Regions from separate parts of the Pan troglodytes genome. Here region 2 is linked to region 1. Evidence: chromatin contacts called from public capture Hi-C data. All regions are on one chromosome and are shown on one strand. Each heading gives the region's core, a stretch centred on a gene start, on an enhancer-like site or on the middle of the called end of the contact. The rest is flanking DNA. Distances are from core to core; before and after follow the strand shown. Region 1 overlaps LOC129137499 (a long non-coding RNA gene). Region 2 overlaps WWOX (WW domain containing oxidoreductase).

What was found. Capture Hi-C pulls out chosen DNA fragments and counts their contacts.
Region 2: a contact with region 1 is called in a capture Hi-C map of stem cell-derived neural stem cells, with 4 times the contacts expected there. The contact joins two enhancer-like sites. A contact is called at or near these places in 1 of 7 Hi-C or Micro-C datasets (stem cell-derived neural progenitor cells), 1 of 1 datasets of contacts at active chromatin or transcription factors (stem cell-derived excitatory neurons) and 1 of 1 other capture datasets (stem cell-derived neural stem cells).

Annotation. Positions count from the first base shown.
Region 1 is chr18:75,732,743-75,736,822 of NHGRI_mPanTro3-v2.0_pri, reverse strand. All of the region lies in intron 2 of LOC129137499 (a long non-coding RNA gene), which reads right to left. Among named protein-coding and RNA genes, the nearest start is that of NUDT7, 130 kb to the left of the region's middle. Within about 2 kb of position 2,427, at least 1 of the 24 cell types and tissues checked has an H3K27ac peak or open chromatin away from gene starts, as enhancers often do. A contact at or near this core is called in stem cell-derived neural stem cells, where this site is marked.
Region 2 is chr18:76,241,955-76,246,034 of NHGRI_mPanTro3-v2.0_pri, reverse strand. All of the region lies in intron 1 of WWOX (WW domain containing oxidoreductase), which reads right to left. Among named protein-coding and RNA genes, the nearest start is that of WWOX, 3.3 kb to the right of the region's middle. Within about 2 kb of position 1,669, at least 6 of the 24 cell types and tissues checked have an H3K27ac peak or open chromatin away from gene starts, as enhancers often do. A contact at or near this core is called in stem cell-derived neural stem cells, where this site is marked.

The DNA of each region.
Region 1 (4,080 bases), core at 1,178-3,677:
AAGAAAATCTCACTCTGATTTCAAGGAGAAAGATGGGTCAGTGTTTTAAATAAACTTTGTAAAATGAAAAATGTGCAGGCTAAGAGATGCTATCTTCAAGGTCAAACATCTCTCAACCTTCAATGCATGGAAATTGTGGAATGGGGCTGTTGGAAATTTTACACATTCATAAATATTGACAGGCTGACAAAGAATTTTAATTTTGAGATGTCTGACTCTGATTATTTCTAAGACATAAACACCTTTCAATTCTCCCCTTAGGCCAAAGATCAAACTTTGGCTGTCGTCTTTTAGATAAGGAATCTGACTGTTAGATGTAATCCAGATTTATACACATTTCTGCCCGGGGAAGCCAACCATTCAGTTGTAAAAGAAATGAGAAAGCTGGCTCTTGCCTGGGACCTCCTTGTTTGTTCTGCTGTGTAATTCTCAACCAAACCCTGAGGGAGCAACTTACATGCTTTGCCTAGGAATCTCCCACTTTGGGTGGAGGTAGGTAGGGTTCTTCTGGGTAACTCTTTTCAAATGCAAAACTTCAGCAGCTTCTCGCTGCACTTAGAACAAATTCCAGACTTGTAACTATGGTCTGCAAGGGCTTATGCAGTCTTTTTCCTCCTCTTTTGCCTTCCTAGCAGGCTCCTTGCTCATTACTCCAGCTGCAATGATCTTTCAGTTCTTCCAAGTCTTCCAGTTGTAGGGATTTTGCTCAAGATCTTCCATCTTCTTGAGATATCCTTCCCCGGACTTGCTTTTTGTCTCAACTGAAAGCTCATCTCCTCCTCGAGGCATTCCTGATCACTCTGGGTCAGCAGTGTTAGTCTATGTCACAGTGAAACTGCCTTTGCAAAAATTATATCAGTGAGAAAATTATGATGGTTAAAGAGATCTGATCTAACTCACACCCCTCTTGCCTTTATCTTTCAAGCTGTCTTAATTATTCCCGGGCTTAGATGAAGCTAACTTTGGAAGACATTTAGGTTATAGTTAAATAATAGGCTTCCCCCAAAATACAACCACCTTTGTAAAGCTAATGAAATGCCACCAGGCTAGAGGGAGGACAGGAACCTGAATTCTGCTAAGGTGTAGACATAAACAATTGCCACCCATTATTCTGGAGGTCCTACAGATAATGTCACTATTGTAAAACACATGATTGGCCTTTTAAGATATCTTTTCAGGTGTTTTTTACATGTCTGATACACATGGCTCTAAGTGGACCCAACTACCCTTCCCTCACTCCTCTTGTGGCCCCACTCAGAAGCAACTCCCTGAGGGAGACACCTTCAACCCCCTGTGATTTTATTTTTACCCCACCTGATCATCAGCAAGCACCCATTACCTGAACACCCCCACCCCTTCGTACAAACTGCTTTGTAAAACCCCTAAACTATGAGCCTTAGATGAAACTGATTTGAGTAATAACTCCATCTCCCATGTGGCATGGTTGGCCTTGCGTCAATTAAACTCTTTACTGCAATGCTGTGGTCTTTATTTGTGCAGCAGATAGGAAGACTCTGCCAGGCAGTTACAACAGTGCTTGCTCTGCTTCACATTTTCCTTCAGGAGTTTTATCCTAAAATGTAAATATTGATCAGCTTTTTAAATTGTCTTGGAAGTAGGGGCCATGCCCGTCTTGTTTCCATCCTCTATTTCCTTCTCTGCTGTTTACTTTTGGGTTATTTAAGCATTTTTTAAAAATCTACTGTGTTTTAACCATATATTTTTGTCTGGTTTTTAAGTAGTTGCCCTGAGGTTTATAATTACATATTTAGCTTTTTAACTGTCTACTGAAATTCAACATTTTACCATTTCCAGTGGAATATCAACACTCCTATAAGCATCTCTTTACTTCCCTTTAGGTTATAATTTTTCATCCAGTACATCTATGTATATTGAAAACCCCAGTAAACGGCGTTTAATTTTTGCTTTCCATCTTTTTTCTCAAGCGAAGAATGGTCTATTTACTCTTTCATTTGCTCTTTATTACTGATGTTTAAAATTTCTATCTGGTATCATTTTCCTTCCTCTTGAGGAGCTTGCTTTAGCAATTTGGTGAGGGCAGATCTGTTGTAAACGATTTTTCTTAGTTTTTCTTCATCTGAGCATGTCCTTATTTCAACTTTATTTCTGAAGGATATTTTTTCTGGATGTAGAGTTTGTGTTGACAGTTCTTTCATTTCAACACTTTAAGAATAGTGTGGAACTACCCTCTGGGCCCATAGTTTTGAAACAGGATTTTTCTCGGCCCCTTTGTTGGGCTCACAGCAGGGACATCCCATCAACTCGACCCATCACGCTCAGCCCCTTGCGGGAGGGAGCACATGAGCTCATGAGTACAGGATTCATCCAGCCACTCTGAGTGCCAACACAGGAGCAAATTCCTTGTCAGCCCACGGCCAGACCAGATGTGTTACCTCCAGGGGAACATGGCGGTGCCCAGGCAGAGGTGCCGGTGACCCCAAAGCAGCAGCGTTAGTGTGCTCATTAGCTCTTTTAGTTCCACTGTCCACAGCCTGATGGACAGCAGTGTGTTAGCAGCTCGGTCAGCCCCTTGCCCTATTATATGAGGTGCTGCCCTCCACCAGCGAGGCCAAAGGGCCAGTGCTACAGCCTTTCAGAGTACCTGAGCTCAGTGTGTCCCAAGCTCTTGTCCAGAGTCCAAGAAGAATGAGATCATGTTGATGATTAAAAGGTGATGAGAATGTAAGATTTTATTGAGCAATGAAACGGCTCTCATGAGAGAGAGGAGTTTGTGGGGGAGGGGGGTGGTTGTTCCCCACCCCTGCAGTCAGGTGATTCCTCCCTCTCTGTGTTTCTGGGTCAGAGGCTTATTATTATTATTATTATTATTTTTCGACAGAGTCTTGCTCTGTCATCCAGGCTGGAGTACAGTGGTGCCATCTTGGCTCACAGCAACCTCTGCCTCCCAGGTTTAAGCAATTCTCCTGCCTCAGCCTCTGGAGCAGCTGGGACTACAGGTGTGTACCATCACGCCCGACTAATATTTTTGTATTTTTAGTAGAGATGGGGTTTTGCCATGTTGGCCAACCTGGTCTTGAATTCCTGACCTCAAGTGATCCACCCACCTTGGCCTGCCAAAGTGCTGGGTCAAGGGCTTTTTATGGACTCAGAATGGGGAGTGCATGCTGACTGGTTTGTATGCAAAAGATTAAAATGAAGACACCACTCAAAGGTAATAATAATAATAATAAGCCTCTGACACAGAAACACAGAGAGGGAGGAATCACCTGACTGCAGGGGTGGGGAACAACCACCCCCCTTCCCCACAACAGTGTAGAAAACCAATTAGGAAAGGGTAGGAAAACATAAAATAGGTAAAGGGTGGGGATCAACCAGAGGAAAGTATGCCAAATGGGAAGACAAGTTCTCAATCTGGTCTGAGGATTTAACCTGTAGCTTGGCTTTCAGGCTTTAAATTGTCTTTGCCTTGGAGGTGGGGTTTCAACAGGGATCTGCCCCTTTCTGCCTAGGCATTGAGCTGCCTCCTGTAACTATCAGTTTCTAGTGAGAAATCTGCAGTAATTTCAATTGCTGTGTCTCTATGGATAATGACTTTATTCTTTTTCCTTAGTTTTTAACTGAGTAAGATGTGTCTTGGTGTGGATTTATTTTGGTTTGTCCTGTTTGGGAATTACTCAGCTTCTTGAATCTGTAGGTTTATGTCTTTCACCAAATTTGGGAAGTTTTCAACTTGTAATCTTCAAATATTTTTTCAGTACTGTATTCTTTCTATTTCCGGGATTTCAGTCACATGAATGTTAAAACATTTATTATCACGTAGATCCATGAGGCTCTATTAAGGTTTTTCAATCTTTTTCTTTCTTTTTAGATTGGGTAAGTTTTTTTGCTCTATCTTCAAGTTCACTGACTCTTTCTTCTGTTATCTTCATTCTATTAAGCCCATTCAGTGAGGGTTTTTTTTTTTTTTTTAAATCGCAGTTGTGCTTTTCAGTTCTAAGATACTGACTTGATTCTTCTGTATATCCTCTATGTCTTTGCTGAGACTTTCTCTCTTTCCTTTGGTTTCAAAAGCATTTAGAGTTGCTTGCTCAAGCAACT
Region 2 (4,080 bases), core at 420-2,919, 510 kb before region 1:
TTTTTAGACAAGGTCTCATTCTGTGGCCCAGGCTAGAGTACAGTGACGCAATCATAGCCCACTGCAGCCTCGAGCTCCTGGGCTCAGGCGATCCTCCCACCTTGGCCTCCCACCATGGCCAGCCTATGGGTGTGTGTGTGTGTGTGTGTGTGCGCGTGCGTGCGTGCGTGCATGTGTGTGTTTTTTGAGCACAGTGTAAGTTAGCAGGGAGATCTAGAGTTGCCGGTGAGGACAGCCAGCCCTGTGGACACAGGCACCATCGAGGCCTCTGACTGCCAAAAGGCCTGAGCTTCATAAGAGGCACGGGGAAGGGCAAACAAGGACGGCTCTGACACTGAGACCTTGTCCCTCACTTCCCATCTCCCATGAAGGGGCTGCTCTGAGACTGTGAGGGGAGAGGGGTAGAAGAAAGGCCCACCAGCTCTCTTGGGTTCCCGGTCTACCTCGACCTCACCCCTGGGAGCCCACCCTGGTGGGCTTTGGAGCGCTAGGGCATGTGTGCCTTTGAGGCACACAAGTGAACCGTGAGGCAGGTGGGAAAGCAGGAGAGGCCGGCAGCACCCACACAAGACCGGGTTCCACCAGACCCCGAGGTCTCAGTGGGAGCTACAGCCTCTATCCCTGGCCATGGCCCTGCTACAGTAGGAGAAACAATATGGAAAAGAAATGACTCAAAGAGCAGCCTCCTAGAAAGAACAACCACAAAGTTTCCCAAACCCCAAGAGAAAAACAGGTGTCACTTCCAGAGTCAGGAATGAAAAGGGGTTGGAGCCAGCGCAAAAATTAAAACTGAAAAGAAAAGAAGGGCCAGGATGCTCACAGATCAGGAGAGATCAAGGGAATGTCGGGTTAGGATGGATCAGAGGCATCCTAAGCTAACACCCAAAGAATTTCAGCCTTTCAACCCTGATACCCAGAGAAGTGAGGGCCAGCGGGGACGGACACAAGGTCCAGAGAGTGAGCCCTCCAGCTGAGAGCCAGCCAAGCCCTGGCATCTCAGCTGGTGTAAACAATAAATAGCTAATGCACGGGGGGCTGAACACCTAGGTGATGGGTTGACAAATGCAGCAAGTCACCATGGCACAGGTTTACTTATGTAACAAACCTGCACATCCTGCACATGTATCCCGGAATTTAAAATTAAATTAAATTTAAAAAAAAAAAAACAGCGGAGCCAGAGAGGCCAGCTTGAGATTTAAGACACTAGTCGGGAGGGCTGGAGGAAAGGCGTTTGGAAACCATGTATGCACCCGAGTCCCCTGGCCAGGGGCCACTCAGGAAGAAAGCAGATGGGAGAAATGCCAGGCAGCAGGAAGGCAGGTGCAGGGGGCACGCAGGGCTAGCGGGAGCAAGGGAGCCCCAGGGCCCTAGCGCCAGGCTCCAGGGCAAGCCTGCAGGGAAGCAGAAGCACCTCTGGGGCTGAGTGGCAAAGGAGGAAACACCCCACAGAGCCAGAGGCAGAGGTGGGCTTAGTAAGCCGGAAGCAGGTCATGTGCATCTTTGTACTCTGGGGCCCAGTGCACCACCCACCCACCCACAGAAGCCCGCGGCTGACCTTCCCGAGATGATTCATTTACTCATCCCACAGGGGCTCATCTTACGGCTTCTGGGTGCCAAGCACTGGGGACACTCAGATGAACAAGCTGCCCCATGATATCTGCAACCTGGGCAAGGGAGACAGGGCCAACAAGGAGGAGTACACAGCCAAGGCTAAGCACGAAGAAGCAGAGAAACAAGGTGACCAGTACAAGGTCGAGGGGACACCCACAGTTAGGAAGGTCTCTTGGGCAGTGACATGTAAGCTCAGCTCTGAAGGATGAGAAGGAGCCTTTCCCCGACAAATGTACAGGTGAGAGGAACAGCAAGTGCCCGCTCAGGAGCTTGCCTCCACCCCTGCAAAGGCTACTGGAGCTCTGCTGCTGGAAATGTCCCTTTAATTCTCCAGAGCCAGAAATTCTTCCAGAATTCACAAGCTGAATGAATGCCACTCTCTGGCTATGCCAACAGAGCCCAAGCTTCTCGGCAAGGCACAGAAATCCTTGAACTGGGTCCTCCCTTCCCTGCCTTAACCTTCACATTCCTGGACCCTCACAAAGATCACAGGCCCCTGGACAGGCCATGCAGGGGGTCTCTCCTCTCACTGTTCCCTCTACCTAGACTGCCCTCCTGCCCCACCCACCTCTACTTGCGCTCAAAACACCGCTCTGGGCTTGGCACAGTGCCTCAGGCCTGTGATTCCAGTGCTTCGGGAGGGAGGCTGGCTTGAGTTCAGGAGTTCAAACCAGCCTGGGCAACATGGTGAGACCCCATTTCTACAAAACATGTAATAATTAGCTGGGTGTGGAGGCACACACCTGTGGTCCCGGGTACTCAACAGGCTGATGCGGGAGGGTCGCTTGAGCCCAGGAAGTGAAGGTTACTGTGAGGGTGCCACCATATTCCCTCACGATCCCCCCAACTACCTACACACACCTCATGCCAGACACTCTACTTCCTGGTATACACACTGCGTGGGGACAGTCCTACACATGTCACTGTGACCTAATAAGATTGGGTCCTAAGGATGACAACTGGCTCTTATTTGCCTCGGCATAACCAGTGCCAGCCAAAGGCCTGGCACATAATACCTCTGTGTGTCTTGAACGAACTCATCAGAACTTGGTTGTTTTTTCTCTACCTTGCCACCAAAGGCAGCAGTGGTTCACATCCTTGCATAGATTAGAATCACCTGGGAGGGAAGATTTTTTTCCAACCTACCAAGGGAGAGGGGAGGGGCCAAACCAATTAAATCAGATATTCTGGGCTGACGCAGTGGCTCCTGTCTGTAATGCCAACACTTTGGGGGGCCGAGGTGGGTGGATCACTTGAGGCCAGGAGTTGGAGACCAGCCGGGCCAACAGCGCGAAATTAGCCAGGCCTGGTGGCGGGCGCCTGTAATCCCAGCTATTCGGGAGGCTGAGACACAAGAATCGCTTGAACTCGGCATGCAGAGGTTGCAGTGAGCCGAGATCGCACCACCGCACTCCAGTTTGGGCGACGGAGTGAGACCCTGTCTTTAAAAAAAAAAAAAGGCCGGGAGCGGTAGCTCACGCCTGTAATCCCAGCACTTTGACAGGCCGAGGCGGGAGGATCACGAGGTCAGGAGATCGAGACCATCCTGGCTAACACGGTGAAACCCCGTCTCTACTAAAAACACAAAAACTTAGCCGGGCGTGGTGGCGGGCGCCTGTAGTCCCAGCTACTCGGGAGGCTGAGGCAGGAGAATGGCGTGAACCCGGGAGGCGGAGGTTGCAGTGAGCCGAGATCGCGCCGCTGCACTCCAGCCTGGGCGACAGAGCAAGACTCCGTCTCAAAAGAAAAAAAGAAAAAGAAAAACCCTCTGGAAGTGGGGCCCAGAAAAAGGCTCTTACAAAAAAAGTTTCCCAGATGCTGAAAATCAGATTTACATCCATGTTTCTCAAAACCAGGTGATATTCCACCTCACCTGGAAAGCTTAAAAAAAGAGACTCCCCAAGTTGAGAGTCGGCTGCAGTAGGTTCTCTATGGAGACCCAAAACGTGTATTTAGGACATTTCCTAGGTGATTCTAAGGTGCCGATATAAGACGCACTGTCGTATCTTAAGAGCAATCAGGAAAGACAGTTAAGGAACAGAGAGTACCTATTAGACACGGTGCTATGTGCTTTACGCACAGTGCCTGAACTGACCCTCATATCAACCCATTTTACAGGTGAGAAAACTAAGATTAAACGTTATTTCAATGGCCCAAGGTCACACAGTTAAAGATGAAGCCTCTGCTGGGGTTTCCAAAACTTTCCCAGGAAATGATAGTGAAGCTATCTAGGACTGCTGCTAAAAAATACTCCTGGCTAGGCGCAGTGGCTCACGCCTGTAATCTCAATTCTGGAGGCTGAGGCAGGTGGCCTGCTTGAGCCCAGTAGTTCGAGACCAGCCTGGGCAACATGGTGCGACCCTAGTCTCTACAAATACTTAAAAAATTAGTCGGGCATAGTAGTGCACGCCTGTAGTCCCAGCCACTCAGGAGGCTGAGATGAGAGGATTGCCTGAACCCAGTAGGTAG